Linked DNA regions of Mus musculus: regions 1, 2, 3 and 4 are each linked to region 5. The links are chromatin contacts, called in public HiChIP or PLAC-seq maps. All regions are on one chromosome and are shown on one strand. Each heading gives the region's core, a stretch centred on a gene start, on an enhancer-like site or on the middle of the called end of the contact. The rest is flanking DNA. Distances are from core to core; before and after follow the strand shown. Region 1 overlaps Fam160a1 (family with sequence similarity 160, member A1). Region 2 holds the start of Glt28d2 (glycosyltransferase 28 domain containing 2). Region 3 has its middle 4.6 kb from the start of Gm31419. Region 4 has its middle 16 kb from the start of Gm26204. Region 5 overlaps Fbxw7 (F-box and WD-40 domain protein 7).

What was found. HiChIP or PLAC-seq counts read pairs in DNA pulled down with a chosen protein or histone mark.
Region 1: an H3K4me3 HiChIP or PLAC-seq map of forebrain shows a contact between it and region 5, with 6 times the contacts expected there. The contact joins two enhancer-like sites. A contact is called at or near these places in 3 of 484 Hi-C or Micro-C datasets (cerebral cortex and cortical neurons) and 4 of 115 datasets of contacts at active chromatin or transcription factors (astrocytes, embryonic stem cells, forebrain and 1 more).
Region 2: an H3K4me3 HiChIP or PLAC-seq map of forebrain shows a contact between it and region 5, with 4 times the contacts expected there. The contact joins the promoter of Glt28d2 here to the enhancer-like site in region 5. A contact is called at or near these places in 8 of 39 promoter capture datasets (the SN4741 cell line, cranial neural crest, embryonic stem cells and 5 more) and 1 of 115 datasets of contacts at active chromatin or transcription factors (forebrain).
Region 3: a contact with region 5 is called in an H3K4me3 HiChIP or PLAC-seq map of forebrain, with 18 times the contacts expected there. The contact joins two enhancer-like sites. A contact is called at or near these places in 2 of 484 Hi-C or Micro-C datasets (cerebellum and embryonic fibroblasts) and 5 of 115 datasets of contacts at active chromatin or transcription factors (SST interneurons, VIP interneurons, embryonic forebrain and 2 more).
Region 4: a contact with region 5 is called in an H3K4me3 HiChIP or PLAC-seq map of forebrain, with 7 times the contacts expected there. The contact joins two enhancer-like sites. A contact is called at or near these places in 4 of 39 promoter capture datasets (cranial neural crest, frontonasal cranial neural crest, maxillary cranial neural crest and 1 more), 3 of 484 Hi-C or Micro-C datasets (cortical neurons, embryonic fibroblasts and embryonic retina), 3 of 115 datasets of contacts at active chromatin or transcription factors (VIP interneurons, astrocytes and forebrain) and 1 of 9 other capture datasets (embryonic stem cells).

Annotation. Positions count from the first base shown.
Region 1 is chr3:85,660,986-85,663,685 of GRCm38.p6, reverse strand. Fam160a1 (family with sequence similarity 160, member A1) reads left to right here. Exons shown (of 12, transcript NM_172682.3): 12 at 2,468-2,700. Among named protein-coding and RNA genes, the nearest start is that of Gm40082, 50 kb to the left of the region's middle. Within about 2 kb of position 1,320, at least 10 of the 459 cell types and tissues checked have an H3K27ac peak or open chromatin away from gene starts, as enhancers often do. A contact at or near this core is called in cortical neurons and forebrain, where this site is marked.
Region 2 is chr3:85,886,114-85,888,813 of GRCm38.p6, reverse strand. It overlaps Glt28d2 (glycosyltransferase 28 domain containing 2), which reads left to right and starts at 1,296. Exons shown (of 2, transcript NM_177130.3): 1 at 1,296-1,687.
Region 3 is chr3:85,495,041-85,497,740 of GRCm38.p6, reverse strand. No RefSeq gene overlaps it. Among named protein-coding and RNA genes, the nearest start is that of Gm31419, 4.6 kb to the right of the region's middle. Within about 2 kb of position 1,435, at least 5 of the 459 cell types and tissues checked have an H3K27ac peak or open chromatin away from gene starts, as enhancers often do. A contact at or near this core is called in forebrain, where this site is marked.
Region 4 is chr3:85,922,820-85,925,519 of GRCm38.p6, reverse strand. No RefSeq gene overlaps it. Among named protein-coding and RNA genes, the nearest start is that of Gm26204, 16 kb to the right of the region's middle. Within about 2 kb of position 1,354, at least 76 of the 459 cell types and tissues checked have an H3K27ac peak or open chromatin away from gene starts, as enhancers often do. A contact at or near this core is called in forebrain, where this site is marked.
Region 5 is chr3:84,954,665-84,957,364 of GRCm38.p6, reverse strand. Fbxw7 (F-box and WD-40 domain protein 7) reads right to left here. Exons shown (of 14, transcript NM_001177773.1): 5 at 2,408-2,490. Among named protein-coding and RNA genes, the nearest start is that of Gm30944, 67 kb to the left of the region's middle. Within about 2 kb of position 1,339, at least 6 of the 459 cell types and tissues checked have an H3K27ac peak or open chromatin away from gene starts, as enhancers often do. A contact at or near this core is called in cortical neurons and forebrain, where this site is marked.

The DNA.
Region 1 (2,700 bases), core at 71-2,570, 710 kb before region 5:
GGTCATTGGCTCCTGAGGTTTAGTTACTTTCTCAGCAGAAAGGAGGAGAAGGAGGAAGAAAAGGAGGAGGAAGAAGAAAGAACTCCCACTCAAATACATTAAAACTACACAATAATAGTGCCATGACCCGACTTAATGTAAAGACTCCTTTAACTGAGCTCTGATTCTAGAAGGTGGCTAGATGCTAACCCATTTTACAGCAAAGGAAACAGCCTTGGTGATCCAGGCCAGGGTAATCACTCAAATCTGCCTACTTGTGACACATTGAAAGGCCATCTCCTGGTGGTAAGCCAGCTCGGGTCCACCCCAGGGGATGCTGGAACTGCCTGAAGGATGTCCCTGTAAGTCTTCGGACCCCTTTGCTGCTCTTCTGTGTCATGAACAATGATTTGTGGATTCAAGCTGGGCAGGCAAACCTTAGCAGTGACATCTCCAATTCACAAGTCACGCTAGATGTAAAAAATCCACAAAGAGCATGGTTTAGCGAGCAGGGTGGGGTTGAGTTGGGAAGTGGAGGTTAGGCGTGAGAGGCAGCTCTAAGGAGAACTTGAGTGTGGAGGAGTGGGGGGTTATTTCCTTGGTCACACATTCTGCAAAGTGTTGTAGGCTCCCTGGATAGACTGGCCAGGGTTTGTGAGACATTCTCAGGGGGCTTGGCTCTTGAAAAGAGCAGTGTGTGGCTGAAACCCTGTGCCAGCCTCCAGTGAATGGGGCAGGGACCCGGGCAGAGAGGGGCTTTCGGGAAGTGAGTGGCAGCTGAAGTGGGCCACATGCAGTCTAGTGTGGCCCCTGTGTATTGATACCTGGTGACTCACTTGATCATTATAGCAATGCCATGAGCTTCTGACAGTCAGAGGAAGTGAGAGCACAGAGAGGTGAAGCCACTTGCCTGGAGTAGCCCAGCTGGTAGGTAGGTCACAGAATCTGTGCTCTTAGCTATAGTCCCAGTGCCTCTGAAGCTTAGTAAGATGTGGGTGAAGGGAAATGTGGGGACGGAGCTGCAGGGGACGAGGCAGCCAGCACAGCATAGATTCCAGTCTGGGTGTTCTGATCCCCAGTGGATCCAGGCCAGCTTCCCCAGTGAGCTCCGATGGCTCGTGGGAGACCTGAAGTGTCTGAGGACCAGTGTGGGTGGGTCACCAAGGCTGACCTTGGGCCTCTGCATTGTTAATACCCCTGATGGGGCTAGAGGGAGCTCTGATAAGAGATAGTAGGAGACAGATTCTCAACAACTTCTCTGTGACACGAACTGTGATATGCTTTAATCCAAAAGGATATTTAAAGCAGCAAAGTAGAGGATTTTTTTTAACACTAAAGACTATAGTAGTGAGATGTAGAAAGTACTATAAATGTCAAGAATTTTTAGTGCCGTCGTTAAGCAACACTCTGAAAAGTGTTGAAAAATGGGGCTGAATTCTAAAAAGCAGCCAGAATAATGAAGAGCCTGGATACCGTGATTTGGGAGGGTTGATGGGATCATTTGGGGAGGGGCAGAGGTGGCATAAAGAACTCCTACAAACATATGAGGGCTGGAGAGCTCAGGAATCAGTCAGGGAGATTGAACCATTTTAATTAGGAGAACCGATTTGGTATAAAAATGCAAATCAGCTGGATGTGTTGGAACCTGGGCTCGTGCCATCTTAGATTTATGTTGCTGAGGGAGACACAGGCCCCTGGAGCCCTCTTTAAGTGCTGGCTGTCCAAGCCCTTTGTTGCCATTAGATCCTGATGGCTGTGTGAATTCTTAGCCTAGTCCATCCCATTATCTCTGGTGATCTAGAGGGATCTCTTACTCTTCTTGTGTTCTGGAGGCTAGAGGACCCAGACAGAATGGGCTGGGGTTTCTGGGAAGCTGAGGTCAGAGCAATAGCTGCAGAACACAGGAGTTTAAGGAGCTGCACCTGGTGACCAGGGTGGCCCTGGCAGGAGTAGAGTAGTTGGCTCAGTACTGGGTATCAGGAGAGCAGAGGGGCCACAGGTGTCTTTGGTAGATTTCCCATGAGCCCAGTCTCCACTCAACTGTCAGCAGTGGTAGCAGGAGCTATTGGAAGTCAGTCTGTCTGCCTACTGTCTGTGTCTGTCCATCTATCCATCCATCCAGTCAGGGGTTTGCTGTTGCCCAGGTTGATCTTGAACTACTGAGTCACATGACCCTTCTTCCTTGATCTCCCAGATAATCAGGACTTCAGGGTGTCAGTACAGTGTCTAGCTGGGAATTTCTTGCCAACCCGGTATTATTGCCACATCTCTTCCTGTGTATGTGATTTCAGATAGACAGTTCTGTGTTACAAGCTGAGTGCTAGCTATGACAAGCTGGACAAGCTTGTCATGGAGAATATCAGGGCTGTCTGCAGATCTAGTCGGGAGAGGAACTGCACCCACTACTATTCCCTCCATGAATCCACTTGCCCCTTACACACACACTTGTCATGTAAGAGTCCCAGAACTGTCTTCTTTCTGTTTTCAGATCCCATTCAGGAGATCTCCAGGCCAGAAAGTGACAAGACCCTTTTGGATGGCCCTCCACGTGTGCTTCAGCCCTTCCTAGGCAACAGAGCCAAGGTGACCAGGGCACCCCCAAACCTGCCTCTGCCAGTGAAGAACACCATGCTGGCTGCTGCTCTCTTCCCAGAGTTCCTGAAGGAGCTGGCAGCCTTGGCCCAAGAACACTCCATTCTGTGTTACAAGATCCTGGGAGAC
Region 2 (2,700 bases), core at 47-2,546, 930 kb before region 5:
GGTGGTGGTGGTGGTGGTGATGTACAGATAGTAGGAGAAAGCATGAAGTTTGTACCATCCAGTTGCTATGGGTGCAAGGAAAATTAGAAAACTAGATCTGCCCGATTTTGGTTATCTCCGGAGGTCATTCATGCAGAACAAAGGAAGACTCTTCCTCAGAAGCAGGATTTGGTGAGGCGCCAGTAGGATGCTGTGGTGGAAAACCTCCACATCCGTTTTCTCAGACTGTGGTGTAGCCCCATCCGCTGGGAGGAGGACTCAATTCAAGTTTCAGCCACACTAACCACAGGGCAATGCAAATAGCAAGAGAGCCGCTAACCAAGATTCAAATTCCTCCTATGGGATTTAAAGTACAGGAAGCAGAGCCTGGACAGACCGTCCAAGCACATAGGGCGTGGAGACTGAAGGGGAGAGCTGGCGTGGCATGCTGTTCTCAGTCCTTAGGCAAAGGTCGCCCCAGGTCGAGGGTTGGGCCCTGGAAGAGGATAATGTACCACACAGTGCCAAAGGGCCACCACCTCCCTGCTGTTCTCCATTCTCCTGAGCTCCGAGTTGCGAACTTTCATCCTTGCTAAGGACTATTCATTTAACAGCCCTTTCTTTTTGGCTGGAGGTAGGGTGGCAGTGGGGACAGTTGCCAGTGAATGAACGACACACACCTATGCAATACCCTCAAGCTCACAAATAAGGTCCGAACGACTAAAATTACCCCTAAGAAACTAAACTGCAAAACTGCAACTCTTTGCTTCCTTGCTGGAACCAAATGGCCTCCTGTTCATTCAGGCGAGTTTTCCAGTCCAGTAAAAGGAGATCACGTTCATCTTTTGCCTCAGATCTACTGGGACTGTCCTGTCATGTTAAAGTTCAAATATCTCAGGAAGACGAGACCAGGCGAAGGGAATCCGCGTGGGGCGATGCGTACGGCTCCGCACTCAAACCTTCTGGAAGTGGGAAATCTAAGACGTCCGCGCGTCGCGGTGTGCAGCTTCCTTTCCTCAGAAAACCCTAGAAACCAGCCGGGCGTGCCTGCCTGTCAGGCGTGACGCGGGAGGAGGGATGAAGTTCGCCAGAGAGGCGAGCCCCCAAGGGCGAGGCGTCCTCCACAACGCTCCAGTTCAAGTTTCGGTGGAAACTTTCTCGCAGAGGCCCCGCCCCCTTCACCTAGGAAACCGGTGCGCGCTGTAGTCGCGCAATTCGAGTCTCCCGAGCACCTGGCGGAGGCGGGTCTGGGCGACAGGGCGGGGCTTACTGGGGGCGGGGTCGGAGGCGGTGGAGGCCCTGGGGGCGGGGCCCCTGAGTCGCTCGGCAGGTTGGGCCCCGCCCCTGCCACCTCCCTGCCTCGGAGGGTGCGGGCTGTGGGGCGGGGACCAGCCCGAGACCTGCGAAGCTCCGTCACCCGCTGACGTGCTGGAGAAAAGTTGTGCCCCGACCTTCTCTAGCTGGGTGATTTGTCCCCGGGTCCTCAGACTGAGTTGAAGCCAGGGCTGGAGGTCACCGCGCCCAGACGCCCGAGGGCAGCTGCCCGGGCGCCTGGAGTTGGGTGTTAGGCCCAGAGGAGCCGGCTCAGTCCTCTGTTGTGCCCTGTGCGCTGGAGGCTCGGTTGTTCTCCCGCACCCGGGACCGTCGCACAAACTTTCTGACTGTCTAGGGGACACTGCGTAGCAGGAGGATCCGCGGCCGCACGCAGGTAAGAAATCTGTGCTTGAAGGCTTGCTTTTATTTTATTTTAGGGTGTTGGAGGAGGAAGAGACTGTCCCGAGAACCTCCTTCCTGCATCCTGCTGGGTGGCAGGAGCAGGTTTTGGAGAGAGGACTGGTAGGACGGCTGGGGAAGTCCAGTGACTACCCGGGACGCTGGGGGCTCCTGCAGGCGACGTTACTCAGGACTGACCCTGGAAGAAGAAGGCCAGCTTGTTTTGACGGAGGAAGATGTCATCAGGCTCTCCACCTCTTTTCTCAGTCCCTTGGGTCGCAGCGCCTGGGTCCCCCAGGAATAATTGGCAGAGACGATGAGATCTAGGTCTGTCTTCCTCTCCAAACCTTTCCTGGCATACACCAGAGTCAGAGGCGGTGCCACTGGGCTTGCAGCACTTTCCTGCTGTGAGGAATTTATTGTTGGGTTACTGTTGCTCAATTTCATAAATTCTCTGATGAAACTGAGTTTGAGTTATGGTTATCAGTGTGTGTATATGTATGTATGTGCGCGTGTGTGTGTGCTTGTTTTCCCTGGTTTCAACAAAGCTCCCTTGTTAACCCCACTCCTGCGAGGTTAGCTAGCTATTGTTTTATTTCAAGCTCGGGTGGGTGAGGTGTTGGGGGTGACAGCTACTGTGTTTGCTTGGAGTTTTGGGACTCCTGTGAGTGGGTGCTGAGAATTAGCCCAGGTTGGCTTTAGCCTCCTGTACTTGACAGATCAGCTGTCAACTATTCTACAGGTATTGCAGCCCTAGCCATCCAGGCGCAGGGGGTACCACATCCCCTCCTTTAAGAGAAAAGAGCTCCAAATGAAGACAGGCTGTTCTCAGGAGGAGGAAGGGGGTGGGGTGGGCGGGGGAGATGGCAGACCAATTGTTGCTTTCTTTAGATGGGGCCTACTACTCTGTGGGCTGCTCTGGGAGGGCCCTGCTATCAAGTTCATCTCATTAGGAAGTCAGCTGCTTTCAGCTAATAGCCATAGCAGCTCTGATGAAATTATATAGGT
Region 3 (2,700 bases), core at 186-2,685, 540 kb before region 5:
AGTCAGATCTTGGAGTTACAGACAGTTGTGAGCTGGCATGTGGGTGTTGGGATTTGAACCTGGGTCCCCTGGAAGAACAGTCTGTGCTCTTAACCGCTGACCCATCTCTCCAGCTCCCACTATGTTAATTCTTAATTTTCGAATGGCAGCTGGAAAGGTGGCTCACTACAGGACCTGAGGTGGTGACCAAAGGCTGATGGTCAAACAGTTCTGTAAAGGTGTGGGCAGGTCGCTGAGGTCTCAGGGGCAGTGATCAAAGATCGACCTTTGCTATTCACTGTGGTCTGAGGACCAGCAGAATCGTGTGACTTTACAGTGTGACAACAGATCAGTGTGCATTTACAGTACTACCTGATCCACAGCCATATTCTAAACCTATTGGATCCAAATGCACACACATTTTTAATTATAGGTGATTTGTTTGCACATAAAAGATTAAGCGGCTCTTGTACATCCCAGCAATTCCCTGTTGGTAGCAGCCCAGAGTTTTTAAAGACAGGACCAGCTTTGCTAGCCCACTGGGAATGGAAGCTCATTCGGCGCATTCTCTTTTCAGCAAAAACCTAAGAATGGGCAGGCATGCGTCCCCCACCAGCTGTACAATACAACATTTAAAAAAAAAAAAAAACTTACTTTTCCTCCTGGAAACAAACCATCCTTCCTAACTGCCTTTGATTCTGGCAAAGCTGTCAACCATCAAGATGAGCACCTGATTGAAACTGGATAGGAATCCTCCCCACCCCCCACAGTGGGACTGGTAGGCATGTCCTCCTAGCACATGGGTGGGGACCTGTGGGATCAAAAAGCCAAACATACCTTCCTAGCACATGTGCGAGGACCAGTAAGAGCGCAAAGCCAGAGGAGTCAGGGCTGAAAGACAGAGACAGAGACATCATTTGAACACCTCAGCACAATTGTTCCAGAAGTAAGACCACCCTTGGGCTCCAGCTTGAGTGAGCCTATAAACGCACAGCTTAGTTTAAAGCAGTCATAGGTGGGTTCTTCTGCTCTTTAGCTAAAATAAGGCCCAGACGATACGGTCTTGAAAATTAGATTATCAGCTCGTCTAAACTGGAAGCATTTATAGCTGGACACATGAGAATAAATGAGAGGAATACATTCTCTGGTGGTTCACAACCTGGAATTTGACCAGTGTGTGAATGAATTTGTAAGGTGCATGTATGTTTACATTTAATCTGAGCCTGACTAAATGTAGGTGGTTTAAAATGTTTAGACACTCCTGAGCCCTAAATACTGGTTTTCTGTATTGTAATGCAGCAGAAGGCTATATTTATTTTCTGGATTTAGAGGCAATGTGTCCTGAAATTAATATTTAAATTTATGCCAACTAACATGCAAATGAGCACGGCACTGGCGTTTTAAAACCAAGAGGATGGGATTGCAGCACTGACACTTCAATGGTGCTGATGCTTGGATGAGACAAGACAAAGAGGGCTAAAATGCAGATGGGATGGTTCCCTTGAACGAGCCAATGCAGGTGGGGTATTTACGGCTCTGTAAAGTGTTTTAAAACAGGAAACAGTATCTCAACTTAAAATAGTGATTTAACCATTCATTAATTTACTCAATGCAAACACGGCAACTTTTCTGAAATGGTGTTGCCAGTAAACACAATCTACAACCCACCCACACACACAAAAATGTATTTTTATTCCTGCCAAACATCAAAATTTAAGCCTGCAATTGTTTGCTCTGGTTTTCTGTTCAGTGAACGGTTGTTATTCACTGTAAGCCATATATTTCATCATTGTATACCTACTTTAATATGTGTGGTGTGTACATATTTTATGCTAATCAGCTAAGTTATACACAACAGAAACTTGGCAGGTCATACTTTAAATGAGGTGGATTTTTTTGAAAGTAAAATAAAATGTCTGAGGTTGACGGTCTGGTGGGGTGTCCTAGTGGTTAGTGAGGACTGAAGCTGCCTCTGGGTTTTTGAAGCACAAAGCCTAGGATGCAACTTCTCTCCTCTAGGTGGCTGCTGGGTCTCTCTGGCCGCACCAGCCAACTTCTCTACAGCAGATGGAAGGAAGAAGTTTGCCTTCTCTCTTTAAATGGAACTCTCTAAATGATCCCCCTTTAGCTCGGAAGCCATGTGTAACAAATAATAACAAAGGTTATTATTTTGAGTATTCTATTTTAAGAAATAGAAAACAGGTGTGCTTAAGTTTGAATCTTAACTGTCTCTCATGTGATGACACTGCAGTCCACAGCTTAGTGCTATCAGAGCCACTGGAAGCTTCCAGAGGTAGGAGGTGCAAGGTCGTTGATGGGTGTGTCCTCGGAGAGATAGAACCCTGGCCCCTTCTTCCCCTCTTCCACGTTTTGACCATGGGGTGAGCATCTTTCTTCTGCTTCTTCCCATTGTCATCTGGCACAGGCTTAGTAGAAATGGGACCAAACAAGCATGGATTAGAACCTTTGAAGCCATGAGCCAAGATGAAACTCCCTGTAAGCTGATTATCTCAGTTGTTCAGTATAGTGATAGAAAGCTGGCCAATAAAAGGTATTTAAAAGGCACTGGCCAAACTGTGCTCTAGATATTAAATATATATTTGTCAGTATTTTTATTGTCTGTACTAGCAACCAGCTTCTTAGGGTCAAGAGTCTGCTTTGATGAAAATAAATTATTATTGTATCTTTAATGCTATTTTATGTTTATCTTGCATGGCTTCT
Region 4 (2,700 bases), core at 105-2,604, 970 kb before region 5:
GCTCAGGAGTGGAAAGGGCTGAGGGTAGATGGTTAGCCTTAAGGTTCAGCTATGACTGAGTCCAAGGGCAAGTTTAGCTCCATGAAAGTAAAGTCATATCTTGGATGCACGGTGCAGGACAGGAGTGGCCAGGGTTGTCCTGAGCCAGGGTAGGAAGCTCACATACCTCAAGTGACAGACTTGGGTAGGGAGCCAGCAGTTTCCATGGGAACATCAGTTGCTTTTAGAAGAAAGAATGGTTGGTAGACATCAAGCCTAGCAGATCTCTACAACCAGTCCTGCCTTCAAGGCGTGCTCCCCCTGCCTCAGAAATTCTTACTCTTAGAACTATGTCTTTATGACTTGAGCCTCAGGAGTTCTCTTCAGTACTGTAGATATTCTGAGGCAAAGGTTTGCAATGCCGGTGGTATATTAGAGTCACGTGGGTAGCCAAAAACTCTTTTGGGAATGTGGGTGTCTGAGCTCACCATCTTAAGCTCATCAATGGGCTGGCGGTACAGCATCAGTTGTAGACCGCTTTCTTAGCTTTCCTGAGGCCATGGGTCCATATGCAGTACTGAAAAAGGAAGCAAGCAAACAAAACCATCCACACTCCAAACTTTGACCCTACTGGAAGAGTTTGAAAGGAGCAGTACTTTGTGCACAGTTGAGAGCCTATCTCTCGGACCTTCCTTCTCCTCCCTTGCTCTTTCTTCTTGATGTCAGTGTCTGTGGCCATTTAGTAGTTGCCTCAGGAACACTGACAGAGCTAAGTATAACGGAACTGCATGAAGAGAATGTATTGTATCATACACCACCTTGTTCCGGGTTTCTGCACACTAGATTTCTACTGTGTCACTTTGGGACTTACTGTCTCCAAGATATGAGAAAGGATGGGTAACGTGAGGAACCTTTCCAGCCCTGTAGGGGAGGAGATCGGATTGTGGGGCAGGACTGTTTACAGTCCATGTAGCATGTGGAAGACAACCAAACCCACTGGAATCCAAAGAATGCCGAGCCTTAGGAGTTCTTGCTAGCATGTGGAAAGTCCCACAGAGAAGAATAATCTCCACTTGTTTGAGGGCTTCCTTCAATATGACTAAAGGACGGTGTGGGGGAGAGGGCGGGCGCTACAGCTGGGTAGGTTTTTGTTTGTTTTAGTTAAATGCTCAAGGCACTAAAGTAGTGTTTATTACAAGGGAAATATCACACAGACTATCAGTTTGGGCTTGTAAATTTCCAATTTGAGAGTTGAAGGAAAATGGTCACAGTTTTAAATTGGATTTAAAAAATCGGTCAGGAAAGGAATCTAAGCAGCTTTGCTGAGGCCTCCGTGCTGCAGTACCACCCATGGCCACAGGGATGCAGTGCAGCTCAGCAGACAGTAGGAACCCTGGAGAGGCGGGTTCCAGGGAATCCTCGCTAGGGCAGTAAAAACCGACCTCCTGGAACCAGGGGGAAGACATTCTTTATCCCTGCCATCCATGTCGCCCCTCAGTTCTAAGCTCTGTGGTTTATTAAACGACAGTTACTACAGGCTTATTGCACGTTCCCTTACTCCAGTGCGCAGTGGTCTTGCCTTGGGAAAAATTTCGAAGTAATAGAAATATCTAATGATGAAGGGCTGGTAAAATGACTTGCTAAATGTTCATACAAAAGAAAACAGTGCAGCTATGTAACTGTGTTCCAGACATTATTTTAAAGGCAGGGAAAATGATAAACGAGAATAAATTTTGTAAATAAATAAATAGCCCGTTATGGTGACAAATTTGTAACCCCCTGTACTCAGGGGGCTAAGTAGGGCAGGGGGATTACAAGTTAGAGACTAGCTTGTGTCTCACAATGGGACTTTATCTAAAAAAGAAAAAAAGAAGTGTGTGTGTGTGCCTGGGAATTGAGGAGGTGGCTTAGCTAGTAAAGTGCTTGCCGCTAAGCACGAGGACCTGAATTTGGAAAGCAGGGCGCTGTAACCCTAGAGCTGCAGAGGCAGACGGGAGGATCCCTGGGGTCTGCTGGTCAGCTCGCTCTAGGTTCAGCAAGACCCTGGCTCAGAAGCTAAGGTGTCAGGTAGTTAAGGTAAGTCACTCCCATGTAAACCTCCATTTCATGAATGCCCGAAAAATAGGCATATGTGTGCCCACAAATACCCACCCCCGCAGTCAAACAACGACAATAACAAAAGCAAAGTCCAGATACCCAAACGATTTGAGATTCTAGTGTTCTTAAAGTGTTTAAGAGGCACATACACATAATAAAATCTCTAATTGGTAGACTTATTGTTGAAGTCTAATTTTCCTCTTATGTTTTATAATTTTATAAAATAAGAAACAAAAGCACTTTTATAGTTAGGAGAAAATTATTGAGGAAAATAACGGAACAGATGGATATCCAGTCTTGCACGTGAAGAAGAGGACAGATCCTAGCTAGCTGAGGCTGGAGATGCTTGCTGTATTGGCCCACGTTTGCTGACTGATAGGCTGGCTCGCCCTTAATGTTAGCCAGGGATGGAGAAGCCGACTCAAAAGGCCTTGGAAAGAGCATTTCAACAAATCACTAATTAGTCGTAATTATATGTGATTATTGACTTTCTTATGGATTTAAAATTTCCCTGTAGTAAGCACACACAGTTTATTTAAAATACTTACAAATAGAAGTATATATGCAAATATTGGCTATTGAATTGTCACTTATATTTTCCTTTAGTTTAGTCTTTGCACTTAT
Region 5 (2,700 bases), core at 90-2,589:
GCTTCTGCTCCAGCCCTGAGACTGTAGCAGACACACACACAGACACACACACACACACACACACACACACACACACACACAGACACACACACACACACACACACAGACACACACAGACACACACACACAGACACACACACACACACACACACACACACACACACACACACACACACACAGACACACACACACACAGACACGCTGGTGGCTCCTCTAAGCTGGTTCAAGCACCTCAAACCAGGTAATGTGAGCATTTCTGCCTTACAGGTGGTATTAACGTTCAACAAAACTAGACCTGTGGAAGAATCCTCAGCTCACTGAACTATGATAATAAAGTATCTTAAATCCAAAGAGCAGACAGCTCACATCTGTTATCACAGCACTTGAGGATGAGGCAGAAAGACCATTTTAAGTTTGAGGCAAGCTACATAGTGAATTCTAAGTCAGGCTGGGTTACAGTGAATTTGTTTACAAAACAAACAAAAAAAAACCAACAAAAAAACCCCAACAAAACAAAACCAAAAAGAAAAGAATTAAAAAAGAAACACAAAGAGCACATGTAACCTGTACCATAACAACTGATTTTCAACCTCTGACAAATCGCTAATGAAGAAACTCTTAATTTTTTAAAACGGTACATAAATCACTATTTTATAGAAAAATCTTTATGCCTGCACCCTTTGAATTTTTTAATATTTATTTACAACAATCTCTAATATTCAACTAGCAAATCAATCTTTCCTTCATTCAAATCCAAAAGCAAATTCAGTTTCTTTTTCTCCAAAATAAAACAGGCTGTGTTAATAGTTAAAGTCTCCTAAGGAGGCAGGAGAATACAAAATGAGTTTTATCTTATTACCTGTCAAAAAAAAACCTGTCAGAATCATTACTGAATATCAAACATATATGTTACTAACTGACAAAATTGTGTCAAAGACATGGAAATAAATATGTATTGACTCTAATTCTCCTTTAGTAGGATTCCTTGTTAAAAGGCTGTTGCTGTCTTGATATAAAAAGTAGGCAACAAAAATTTTATGAGAATGTGTTCTGTACCAAAAGTTTTATTCTAAAACAGCTGATCATTTAATACTTTTGTTTTGGTATTGTCTTTAATAGAAGACCAAAATAATGTGAACAGACTGAAATCTGTGCATTAAAAAAATTACATTTACAATTAGTTTAACATCAAACAACTTCCTCATCTGAGAAATATATCATCAAGGTTAGAAGGAAAACCAAAATGACGTGAATATTTGCGGTGTCTCTCTATCCCTCCACACCCTCTGGTGGAAGCAAGCGCCCAACAGTGAAATTGTCAGACAGCAGAGGGGAGGGGAGAAGGGCTGTACAGAGAACGAAGCTTTCTTCATCTCTTTAGCATCATCTTGCCAGAGCTTTCTGTATGTAAAGTTATCCTAAGCAGTATGATTCCTTGATTACCCAGGAGCATTAAATATATTTCCACAATTGAACAAAATAAAAACAAACTGTATGTATGGGGTGTGTGACAATTTGTAATGATGTTTTAGAAAATCTTGTATCTAGGCAATGTTAATTTTATTCTGTTTCACAGAATAAAAATAACTAAATCAAAATTTTTTTTTTTAAAAAAAGATCCTAACCATAATGTCCTTGGAATTTCTACTGTTCACTCTGACCAGTTATTCAATAAAAGTGACAGTTATACAAAAGTGGGGGAGGGGACCACAGAGTTCTTAGATACTTTTGTCATTTAAATGTTAAAATTCAGCATTTCAAGTGACATCCAAAACCATGTTTAATTGGCTGGGAAATGAGATATTGTGCTTAAGTTAGTCTAATTAGCGTGAGAGTGGGCAAAGTTTTATACTGACGCAAAATCCAAAAATGATGGAGTGAAGAAGGAAACAAGACTACAATTGTATTTAGTTGTTATGGAAACTATTCTACAAGTGTAGAAATGTATGTGTTAAAACATAAAACCCATCATGCCAATAAATGGGGATTTCTAATACATTCATTCCATGAAGTAAGTTTTAGTAACCGGGAGATTTACCTCACTGCTAATAAATTTATCTTCGATTTGGTATATGAAAGTAGCTACCCTAAAACAGCAGTTGCTATAGTAACCAGAGACATTTCCTCGCGGTTTACTGTTTAGAAGTCCTTAAAATTGTGACTTTGCAATCTTGTTTAAAGAACTCCAGCATGTGTCTCCCATCAGAGTATCAGTGAGAAAGTCCAAGATGGACAGTGCCAGCCCTTCTGCTTGGGTTGAGCCTCATGCCCTTCCCCGTTTCTGTAATGTTAAAACACATTTCAACAACCAACAACACTGAATACAGTAGCACTATTATTCTTCGAAAACAAATTCAAAGAAATGTTTCCAGATGACATGCCCGCCTACCCCTCTATTCAACGTTACCTGGTATAATCTGAGACTTTGCATGGTTTCTTTCCCAAAGAAAAGGAACGAACTTCAGAACCATGGTCCAACTTTCTTTTCATCTATAAAGTAAAACAGATAAAATAAAAAAAATTACTTGGTCCATTATCAGACTTTGAGTTTGCATGCTAATATTTAAAAACTGTTAAATTTTCATGTGTCTAAAATGATGATTATTAGTAGGTTAATCAGAAAATATATTACGCAGTTTTTCCTATTTGCTTTACTCTTATGGACTGGATAGGTAATGTTCCCTTAGTATTCTACTGGGA